Linked DNA regions of Mus musculus: region 1 is linked to region 2. Evidence: chromatin contacts called from public ChIA-PET data. All regions are on one chromosome and are shown on one strand. The core of a region is the stretch at or near the end of the contact, and the rest is flanking DNA. Distances in the headings are between cores, read along the strand shown. Region 1 has its middle 22 kb from the start of Ifng. Region 2 overlaps Nup107 (nucleoporin 107).

What was found. ChIA-PET counts read pairs in DNA pulled down with a chosen protein or histone mark.
Region 1: an RNA polymerase II ChIA-PET map of memory CD8 T cells shows a contact between it and region 2, with 5 read pairs. The contact joins two enhancer-like sites.

What each region holds. Positions count from the first base shown.
Region 1 is chr10:118,416,191-118,421,386 of GRCm38.p6, reverse strand. No RefSeq gene overlaps it. Among named protein-coding and RNA genes, the nearest start is that of Ifng, 22 kb to the left of the region's middle. Within about 2 kb of position 2,281, at least 79 of the 459 cell types and tissues checked have an H3K27ac peak or open chromatin away from gene starts, as enhancers often do. A contact at or near this core is called in memory CD8 T cells, where this site is marked.
Region 2 is chr10:117,753,621-117,759,255 of GRCm38.p6, reverse strand. Nup107 (nucleoporin 107) reads left to right here. Exons shown (of 28, transcript NM_134010.2): 24 at 1-84; 25 at 1,235-1,360; 26 at 1,876-1,989. Among named protein-coding and RNA genes, the nearest start is that of Slc35e3, 10 kb to the right of the region's middle. Within about 2 kb of position 3,980, at least 100 of the 459 cell types and tissues checked have an H3K27ac peak or open chromatin away from gene starts, as enhancers often do. A contact at or near this core is called in memory CD8 T cells, where this site is marked.

The DNA.
Region 1 (5,196 bases), core at 1,032-3,531, 660 kb before region 2:
GAGAAATTTTTCATGTAACCTGTGTGTGCATATTTACGCATAGACTTATATGTATTATCAGTTCTTCTTAGATGGATAGTTAACAGTATGATTCCTTGTGACTTTTTAAAGATATCCTTACAATGATTTTACCATCTTTTCTCTTCCTTATTCATCTCCCTGTTTCTATTAGAGCCCACCCTTTTGACCAGCTTCCCTATCTAGCATTCTGTTTCTGGAACATTCTGGCTCTCTCCCATTGAGTTGGCTCATGCTCAATTCCTCTGGGAAGACTCTGGGCACAGGACAGCCTTGCTGATCCATCCTGCCTCCTCTTTCTTTCTGGCTCAGAGCTTGCCCACACTTCACAGGCTCACTTTCCTCTCCATGCAGAGTCCTGGCCTGGATTCTGTTGCTTGGACTCTTCTTCTGTTGGCAAGCTTGATGCACCTTACAGTCACAGCACTGAGGATGGCAAAGTCACACAGTGATAGTGGTACTGCTGGGGGTGGAGGCACCTGCTGCTCTCATTCATCATTTGGGACTTTACATGAGGAAAAAACATACTTCAGCTACATCTAAGCCATCATGCAGTTGGGGACATTCATATCACATATACTTGTGTCTAAGTTAACTTGTGTGTGTTATATATGTAACCTATCACCTAAATATAATACCTGAAGTTACTACATAACTTATAGTATCTTAACTAATATCATTAGTAGCTATTCAAATAGCATCTACTTCCTGTTAGTTTTTACCCAAATAAGACATATGTATATGTGCATTTGTGAGTAGATATTTCAATTCATTTTAAAAACATCAAAATAAATATTGGGGCTAGTGATTTATCTCAGTTGATAGAGTTACCAACCTGCCTACCATGCTCAAAGCGCTGAGTTAAATCTCAGCCCATCATAATAAACCTGGCAGGATGGTACATGGCTAGGAGTTCTGGCTCAGATCAGTAGCTCAAGACAATCTGTGCTACATTGTGAGTTTAAGGCTGACTCAGAATGCATGAGGCCCTGACTCATGTGTATAGATAGATAGATGTGTATAGATAGATAGATACATAGGTACATAGATAAATATATAGATACATAGATAGATACTTAGATGATAGATACATAGGTATAAGCATACATACATACATACATACATACATACATAGATCAATACATACATACATACATACATAGATTGGTACATAAATAGGTACATACATACATACATCATACATGGATACATACATGGATACATAGAAACATAGATAGAAATGTGTGTGTACACATGAATACATGCTATCATTACCTACTCAAATTTACATTAATCAAAAACCCAATCCTTCCTAGTCACTGTGGATTTGATGTTTGTGTGTGTATTTTTCTCTGAAAATTTCCTTCTTTAGACTCTTACTTTGAGGAGCCTGCACATCCCGCTGCCCATTTTATATTCATCACCCCCCTTTTGAGATATTGTACCTATATGTTGCTTTTTTAAATGATAATTTCTCAAAAGACAGAAATTAGAAGTTGTCCCCACTCTTTTCATTTTGAAAGGTGGCAGGCACAACACCAGACGTCTTTAATCTTCTTCAGATCATCTGATATTTTCTTCTTGAGACTGTAGTGCGGATTTATCACTCCATGCAACTCGAAACATATATCAATGTCATCCCACACTAGATGATATATGATTTTCCTTATTGGAAAATTAGACACCTAATTTGCTAATTAGAATCATAGATCATAACTCATTATGATTTTTTAGGAAGCTTATTAAACAACAACAGAAGCCCTGCATTTTGTCATAGGAGCTTCTCCTAAAACAATAAAGTGAATCCCCAGAGAAGCAGTCTAAACGACATGTCACACGGAAGCAGTCTAAATGACATGTCACAAGGCTGTCTGTACTTCCATCAGGAAAGTGAAGAAACTTGAAAGAGTTGGAAAGATTTCTTTTCACCCCAGGTGGAGTTTGAAGGTTTTTCTAGCAGGTTCTTTCAGGAAGCCCGTTAACCTTCTGCTCTGTTGGCCTGTGGTCAGGGACTTCCCCCAACCTGCCTCCTGTCTTTTGACAATGAGCAGAAATTTGGCCTCTTAGGTTTTCTTTCTAGTCACCTGATAGGATTTCCCAGGACAGAGGTGTTAAGCCAGCTTTGATCTGACTTCCCATCTCCTTCCTGTGGATCACCCTGAGAAGAAAGAAGTTGCCTTTCCCCACCCCACCCCCACCCCAGGCGCTGACATCATGCTTCCGCTCCATAGGGCGGGGCGATGCGTGCCCATGTGCTCACAGAAGTGCAGGTCTGAGCAGGAAGTAGAGTTGTTTAAAGATAAGATACTCTCTTTGGCTTCCTTACCTTTGAGGTTATAGCAAACATCAAATTTCACGTGTGTGTGTGTGTGTGTAGACAATTGCATGTTAATACTTGCATGATTATATGGCATCATTGCTGTCATACTTCTAAAACATTTTTTCACTGTAGTATGGTGGTAAGAGGTGCCAATGTGGGAACTGGATTGTGTTTGAATCCTGCCTCCAAGTTATACCAGTGTTTGAACCCTCTGAACCTGAGGACATTCTTGGGGCTTTAGCTGGCAATAATGGCATCCACCCTGGAAAGGGGTGTGTGTGTGTATGTGCCCGCACGTGTGTGTGTGTGTGTGTGTGTGTGTGTGTGTGTGTGTGAGAGAGAGAGAGAGAGAGAGAGAGAGAGAAAGAGAGAGAGAGAGAGAGAGAGAGAGAGAGAGAGAGAGAGAGATGTGAAGCACTTGAATCAGCTTGATCTATCGTAAGCACAATTTGCTCATTATTTTTCTTCTGTTTTCAAGTATTCTCATCTGTAACCTGGATGATGAGGAGTCATATTTGCATTCTTTTTTTGTCATACTTGTCATTATTTTTTATTTACTTGTACATGGTCAACTGAAGGATGGAAAAGAAAAGAAGCCGATTGGGTTACTCTAGAGCCAGAGCTGCAGTTGAGAATCAGTTGTGTAGGTGGTGATTCTGGGGAGCAGCAGAGAAGAGGGGGAGGGATTCAGGGAAGAGAGGAAGTCAATGCAGGGTGGTTAGCAAGCTCAAGTCACAGTGGACATGGGAACTTAGACCTACAGGCAAGGTCATAGAATGCATCCAAAGGGCCCAACTCAGAGTGGAGAAACAGGGTTTTCTAGCCATCACTCTCTTGGGGATGATGTCAAGACGTGGAGGCACCCATTCTCAACCCTTGTAGTCTTCCACAAGCCCAGAAGAAAGAATGTTACACCCAGAGAATAGTTAGTAACCATCGTCTGCAAGGGCAGGAAGGGAGGCCACTGAGAAGTTTAAATAAATCATGACAGCATCAGCAACCCACTAAAAGTTTGTGGTATGGCCTTAATTATTCCTGATTTTTTTTTCAGACTTCATTATATCCTTTTTGTTCCAGGGTTGCTGTAAGCTCACTGGCATCTTGTACATGCTGAGGTACTCAGAGTAGCAAGAGATGGAAACTTCAGCAACACTGTTTCCAAGAGTGAGATGTATCGGGAAGACTTGGGCATTGTGGGTAATAGAGAACTACCTCAGAAAAGAGCTGGTATTAAGCACTAAGAATTGGTAGGGGTGTCTTTCTGACTCTCAAGCGTACTTGTTTTAGTGAGGTGTCAATCTCTTCTACCACAGAGTAGCATTCCTTAGAAGAAGGGGGTCATCGAGACATCCTTCTCTAACTTCATACTCTATAAGATTTACTCCCAAGAATAGACGCACCTTCTCATTTGCCATTAGAAGCACACAATAACTTATGAAGGACTAATTGAGATCCACATCATATGTCCTCCTGGATATTTAACTAGGACAACAGCAAGGGCCCACCACTAGCCTATCAGAGTGACCAACCTCCAGAACACAGCACACAGAGCTGACCAGGACACAGAGAAAAGAACCATCAGCATGCCACAGCTTCATTAGAAGACAGGTTGGCCATCACTGACAAAATTAACGACACTCCAGCCATGTAATCCAGCCAGTGCCCTGCTCTGCCTTCCCTCCAAATGTGTTTAAAGCTCATACATCCTAATGTGTAAATGCAGCATACTATGCTAGCTTTGAGAGTTTGTGGTACAGCTTTTTGGCATGATGTGCAAACACTCTACCACTGAGATATACCCTAAGCCCAAGATTTCTACTTGTAAAAATAGGGATGTATCTTATTTTAAAATACATATCTTTTGCAGGGCTGGAGAGACAGCTCAACAGTTAAGAGACCTGACTGCTCTTCCAGAGAATCCAGATTCCCAGCAGTCACCTGGTGACTCACAGACACCTCTACCTCCAGTTCTTTGGATCTGACTTCATCTCTAGCCTCAACAGGCACCAGGCACACACAAGGCACACAACATACATGCAGACAAGACACCTAAACACGTAAACTTAAAATTAATTCCTAGTACTTTGCTTTTAAATAAATTTTATTTATAATTGATGCATAAAGATGGTACACATTTAGCAAGTACAGTATGGTACTTTAATATATGCATTAAAATGTGTGACAATCGGACTCAGATTAAATTATGTATGCAAGTATATGTGTGTATTATCTCAAATATTTATCATTTCCTTACATTACTTACATTGCAACTACTCTCTACTAGCCTTGTCAAATCAAAATTTTAGAAAAATATTGCTTTGATCATAGCTTCATTATCCTTTAAATGAACATGTAAAACTGAATTATTTCAAAATTGTATAAGTCAATGTATAGAGATCTATAGAATTATCAGAGTCACACAAAAACTAGGATAACTGCTATTTCCTAGTCGTGCTAAAAGTTTTTAAACTGCCCCCTTTCATTCATGAGCCAAGAGCAATCCTCAAAGTCAAGTTTTGAAGATCACTCCTGCAAGTAAATATAATGTGCTATAGCATTTGTCAAACATAGGTGTTCTTGTTTGTACATTTACCATTCCATCTAGCCCTCATATTTTATACTCCAGTCTTACTCCTTTTTTCATAGAATCCTGATTACCTTCTATTTGATCAGCACTAATGTGCTTTAAAGATTGATTTTTAACTCTTGATATCAGACCACCACTCATCTTCTAGTAAGAGCCATAACCCAAGCTCCATTCTCAGTTCTACTGCTTTCAGATACTGATAGTTTCTAAACATCTTTCTCCAGGAAAGGTCTCTCGCTAGAACCTACAATCCTGCACTTCTCTCTTGCGC
Region 2 (5,635 bases), core at 2,731-5,230:
TGGGAGGAGCAAGGCATGGAGAGCCCTCTTCCTGCCGAGGATGATAACGCCATCCGAGAGCATTTGTGTATCAGAGCCTATCTGGTGAGCCTGAAAAGAAACCAGTCTTTGTGACGTTCCTGAGCCTCTCTTGAAGTGAATTCTATAATTTGTTATTTTTAACTGTGTAACAGTGTAAATGTCTGCAAGTGTGTCTGTGCAGATGAGTGCAGGCCAGAGGCATCCAGTCCCCTGGAGCTGCCCGACATGGGTGCTCGGAACCGAACTCAGGACCTCGGGAAGTGCAGCAAGTGCTTTAAACCGCTGAGCCATCTTCCTTGGGAGCCCTTGGGTGTTGGAACTTTTTCCAGAGGTGGTGATAGATCCAGCCAGTGCTGCCTCACTCATGGGGGTGATGGCATGGCATGGCCATGGCCTTGTCATTGTCGTGAATGTGTCGATCGCTGACCATATGAAATGGTGTGTGACGCCTGCAGCTACTTTTTTTGTTTGTTTGTTTAAATGATTTATTTATTTTATGTATATAAGTTCACCATTGCTCTCTTCAGACACACCAGAAGAGGGCATCGGATCTCATTACAGATGGTTGTGAGCCACTATGTGGTTGCTGGGAATTGAACTCAGGACCTCTGGAAGTGCAGACAGTGCTCTTAACTGCTGAGCCGTCTCTCCAGCCCATGCAGCTACTTTCTTACAACTGTGTCCATGTCAACCACAGTGCTTTTGGTTTTGTCAGAGACTTACAAAGGCAAGGTGCTCCATATGTATTAGAGTAAAAGTAATGACATTCGCAGTCAATGTTCACTCAGCACATTTGTGACTGCTGGGGACCAAGTTTGAGTGCAGAGTCTGTCTTTGGCTGTAAAAGCCAATATGCTAATCAAGAAGAGAAGAGAGCACAGGCCTCAGTGACTGGAGTCAGGACACATGAATGCCATGTTGATGCTGAGAACAACACAAGATACTTGCCGCCATTTGTCACTGTGTAGAACATTTGCTTATTCGTGATTTTTGAGGGAGAATTATTTCGAAGATCTACAACTTTTGAACAGTAAAAGTGAGCATTCTATAATCTCCAACATTCAGGAAACTGAGACAGGAGAATTGCCACAAATCTGAGGCCAGTCTGGGCTTCATAGTGAGTTCCAGACCAACGTGGTCTAGAGAATAACCCTGTCTGAGGAAAGCAAAATGTAAAATCATGTTTTTTGTCTTGTTTAACTTCACATTTTAGGAAGCCCATGAAACCTTCAACGAATGGTTTAAACATATGAATTCGGCTCCACAGAAACCTACATTACTATCTCAAGCAACTTTTACAGAGAAAGTGGCTTATGAACACAGAGAAAAGAAATACGAGGTAAGTTAACTGTGAGTCTGAGATGAGCCTGTTTAATCTTTAGTGTGTGCAGGTCAGTTTTGAGCATTGTGTTCTGATTGGGGTGGGACATCCATGTTACACATTCTGCTTCGAATCGTGCTGGCTTTTCTGTGGCTGATTTATGTTGAGAAATGCTGCTGGGCATGGTGGCTCATGTCTTTAATCCCAGGATTTGGGAACCAGAGTCAGGCTGATCTCTGTGAGTTCAAGGCCAGCCTGTTCTATATCCCTAATCCCAGGCCAGCCAGAGCTACACCTGTGAGACCCTGACTCAGGAAACCAGAATAAGAGAAAGCAAGCAAGCAAGCCTTTAGACAATAGTAGTCATTTACTAAATAAACATGTTAGCATTCCTTTTACTCCTCTTTGTTAATAGCTTTTCTTTATATATATGGCTGGCTGAGTCAGCTCATAAGAATGATGGTTTGTCTATATTCTAAACATGTGTCATGTATTGATTTGGTTGTTATGTCTGGCTTGTGTTTGTTCTGCAGATGGATCATAATATTTGGAAAGGACATTTGGATGCCCTAACTGCTGATGTGAAGGAGAAAATGTACAACGTCTTGTTGTTTGTTGATGGAGGATGGATGGTGGATGTCAGAGAGGTGAGCTGTGTGTTTTGTTTATTGCTTTCAAAATATTAACAAGCCACTGTGATGGCTCAGCTGGCAAGGGCATTTGCCACCAAACCTGGCAGCATGAGATCAAGCCCTAAGGTCCAACTGGTGGAGAGAGCCGACTTCTGCAAATGTCCTCTGCCCTCCACAGCAGACCCACAGATGGGTACCAACACAAGTGTGTGTAAGCTGCACACACAAATAAGCTTATTAGGTGTGTTATTATTAGCTATGTTATGTGTTTAAATGGTCTGCCTACATGTCTGTCTTATTACGTGTGTTATTATTAGCTACGTTATGTGTTTAAATGGTCTGTCTACATGTCTGTCTGGTGCCCACAGAGGCAGAAGAGAGGACTGGATCCCTAGAAGTAGAGTTAGAAACGCTTATGGGCAGCCATGTGGGTGCTGGGAATCCAACTCGGCCTTTGGAAGGGCAGCAAATATTTGTAACCACTGAGCCATCTCTCCAGCCCCCTTTTTTAATAAATTAATAAACCAACAACAGCAAGAAAGATCCCATGCACTGTATCTTCTACTGTTCCTTTTCTAAATAAGAGCATCTGCATGATGGATGAATTGAACTCAGGACCTCTAGAAGAGCAGTCAGTGTTCTTAACTGCTGAGCCATCTCTCCAGCCCTAAGTATTTCATTCTTTAGTAAACTTCATATTCAGTATGTTCACAATTAACTAAAGTCTAATTTTAAAAATTCTAGACCATTAGAATAATGGTATTATTTATTCATTTAGTCACCTAGCTTTTGAGTTAGGGTCTTATTATATAGTACAAGCAGGTCTTGAACTCACCATGTGCCAGGCTGCCCTGACTTGAAATCCTTCTGACTGTTGGTTTACAGATAAATGTCACCTAACCCAAGTCTTAAGTATTTTTTTAAATTTTTATTAGATATATTTATTTTATTGTATACAAACACTTGCCTACACATTTGTATATGTACCACATATGTGCATAGTGTCTGCAGAGGTCAGAAGGGGAACAGATCTTCTGGAACTAGACTGAGGGATCATTGTCAGCCACCATGTGGGCGCTTGGAACTGAACCCAGGTCCTCTGCAGGAGCAGCAAGTGCTGTTAACCAGAGCCCTCTCCAGCCACCCTAGCCTACATCCTTACTAGTGTATATGTAACTTGACTTAGAAACCGCTAGGTCTGGCTCCGTAAGGCACTGTAAGCTGTGGCACCCTCTCCTCGGCTGCCATGAACACGTGTCAGCATCGTAAACACAGGCTCCCACTCCTGAAGTAAGAGTGGGCTGCAGAAGTATTAAATGGCATAAGCCAGGGGTGACGGCACATGCCTGAAACCCCAGCATTTGGGGGACCGAGACAGGAGGCTCAGGAGTCAGCCTCAGCTGTCCCTTTCCCTCCAAGAGATGTAAGCGTCAGAAGGAGATAAGTCACAGTTGAGTTATATTCAAGTTCAGACGAGGCGATCCCTTGGGCTGTGGTAGCACATTGGCAGCACAAGCTTGGCGTGCCTGGGACCCTGGGTGGGACCCACAGCGCATCAGTAAAGGAGAGGCAAGGTTGCTTCTGTCTGGAGAGGGTCTGGACAGGGCGCCTGGGAGTCTTGCTGAGTGGGGAGGGGAGACACAGACAGCCGTGGGGGAAGTGCTGGGGCCTGGGCTGTGACTTCCCTGTTGTCTCTGCTCTGCCTCTCATCTCCTCTTGTTACAGTTTGCCAGTTCGTTAACTGTATGAGAAAATAATACATTTCTTCTCCTCACTCACCCCTCCTCCCACCCTGATCCTTCTTGCTCACTGCAATCCCCATTGTCAGGTTGGTGTGCTCCCTTAGACCCCAGGACTATCTGCAGATACTGCATCCCCGTCTCGTCTCGTTTCAGGGAAACTGAGTAGTTCCTCTTCTGCCTTTGCTCTAACGGTATCTAGTGTGCGCCCAAACGCCTCAGAAGAGACAGCTTCGGAGAGGATGGGCTGCTTTGGGCTTGTAGCTTTTGACAGCAGGAGTGAGAGGCAGCTGGTGTGTCTGCAGTTAGGAAGGAAGTGTGGTCAGGCTATAGCTCTCACCCACCCTCTTATGCTTCAGCAAGCCTCCACTTCCTATGTTCTGAGGTTCCAGAATATTCCTCAGCAGGAATGGGGACCAATACTGAAACACACAGAACCTAAGGGGACGTTTCACACTCAAACTGCAAGGCCTGACTGTGAGATGGGACAGAATGGTTACTCGGTTGCTCTTGCAGACTTATCCCTAAAGAGAACTAGGAATCCTGCATGTGGGGCAGCTGCTACGTCGTTCTCAACATTGCTCTGTCCCGCAGGTCATGTGCACTGACGGCTTTTCCTCTGCTATCTATTGCCTTTTCTTTAATAAATTACTACATTTTTCTACTTCTTTAGCTTCGCTTTTTCTGACAAGAAGTGAATATTAACAGGGCCTAGGGCCTCTGAGTGCTGCTGCTGCTAACTATTTAGAGTCCGCTTCTGGGCTCTTGGTTTTTGTTCGTGGTACTGGGGATTGCGTACACACGCTAGGCAAGCGCAAGCCACAGGACCACTCCAGAGCCCACTGCTCCATCTTGTCTTGTTTTGTTTGTTTTTTGAGTCAGGGTTTCTTTGTGCAGCCCTGGCTGTTCTAGAACTCTCTCTGTAGATCAGGCTGGACTCAAACTCAGAGATCCACCTGCCTCTGCCTCCCAAGTGTTAGGATTAAAAGTGTGCGCCACCACCAACTGGCCAGAGTCAACTTCTTAATTCTAAAGTTAATAATAAAACTTCTCAGCATAATTTTAAATGTTCAGTGGGTTCCTTAGGCCACACCTTTCTCTTCTGATTCATGCTTGAGCTAGTGAAGTAAAATCTAAATGCTGCCAAATACCAAAGTTTGAGGATTAGACTTACATATAAATATTTTTAATTATTAGTTTTAGACTAGATAATAAAAGCCATAAAATAGTCCAGAATCTCAAGAGCTGTAAAGCAAGGAACGATCGAGGGTTTTACAAATCCTGAGGGGTGGGCATCAGATTCCTGGGGCTGGAGTGCTCGGGAGCCCCCATGGTGGGACCCCCATGGCAGGTTCTCCCTAACAGCAGTATGTGCTCTCTGCCTCTGAGCCATCGCTCCGACTCCTCCCTTCTTGTTTTACAGATTATTTTAGGAAGTTTAATGTGTTTGGATACCTTTTAAAAATGATTTTGATGACTTTGGTTTTCTAACTTGTTATAAGAAAATACAATGGGCATAAAAAGGCTACTGGGTTTTTGGTTTTTGTTTGTTTTTTTTTTTTTTTCCTTCTGCATTTTACTGTCCAGATAATTAATTTGTTAGAAAGATTCCATTCTGGGCTGGAGAGATGGCTCAGCAGTTAAGAGCATTGACTGCTCTTCCAGAGGTCCTGAGTTCAAACCCCATCAACCATATGGTGGCTCACAACCACCCGTAATGAGATCTGACGCCCTCTTCTGGAGTATATGAAGACAGCTACAGTGTACTTACATATAATAAATAAAATTTTAAAAAGAAAGAAAAACAGCTGGGTGTGGTGGCATACACCTTTAATCCCAGCACTCTGGAGGCAGAGGCAGGCGGATTTCTGAGTTCGAGGCCAGCCTGGTCTACAGAGTGAGTTCCAGGACAGTCAGGGCTA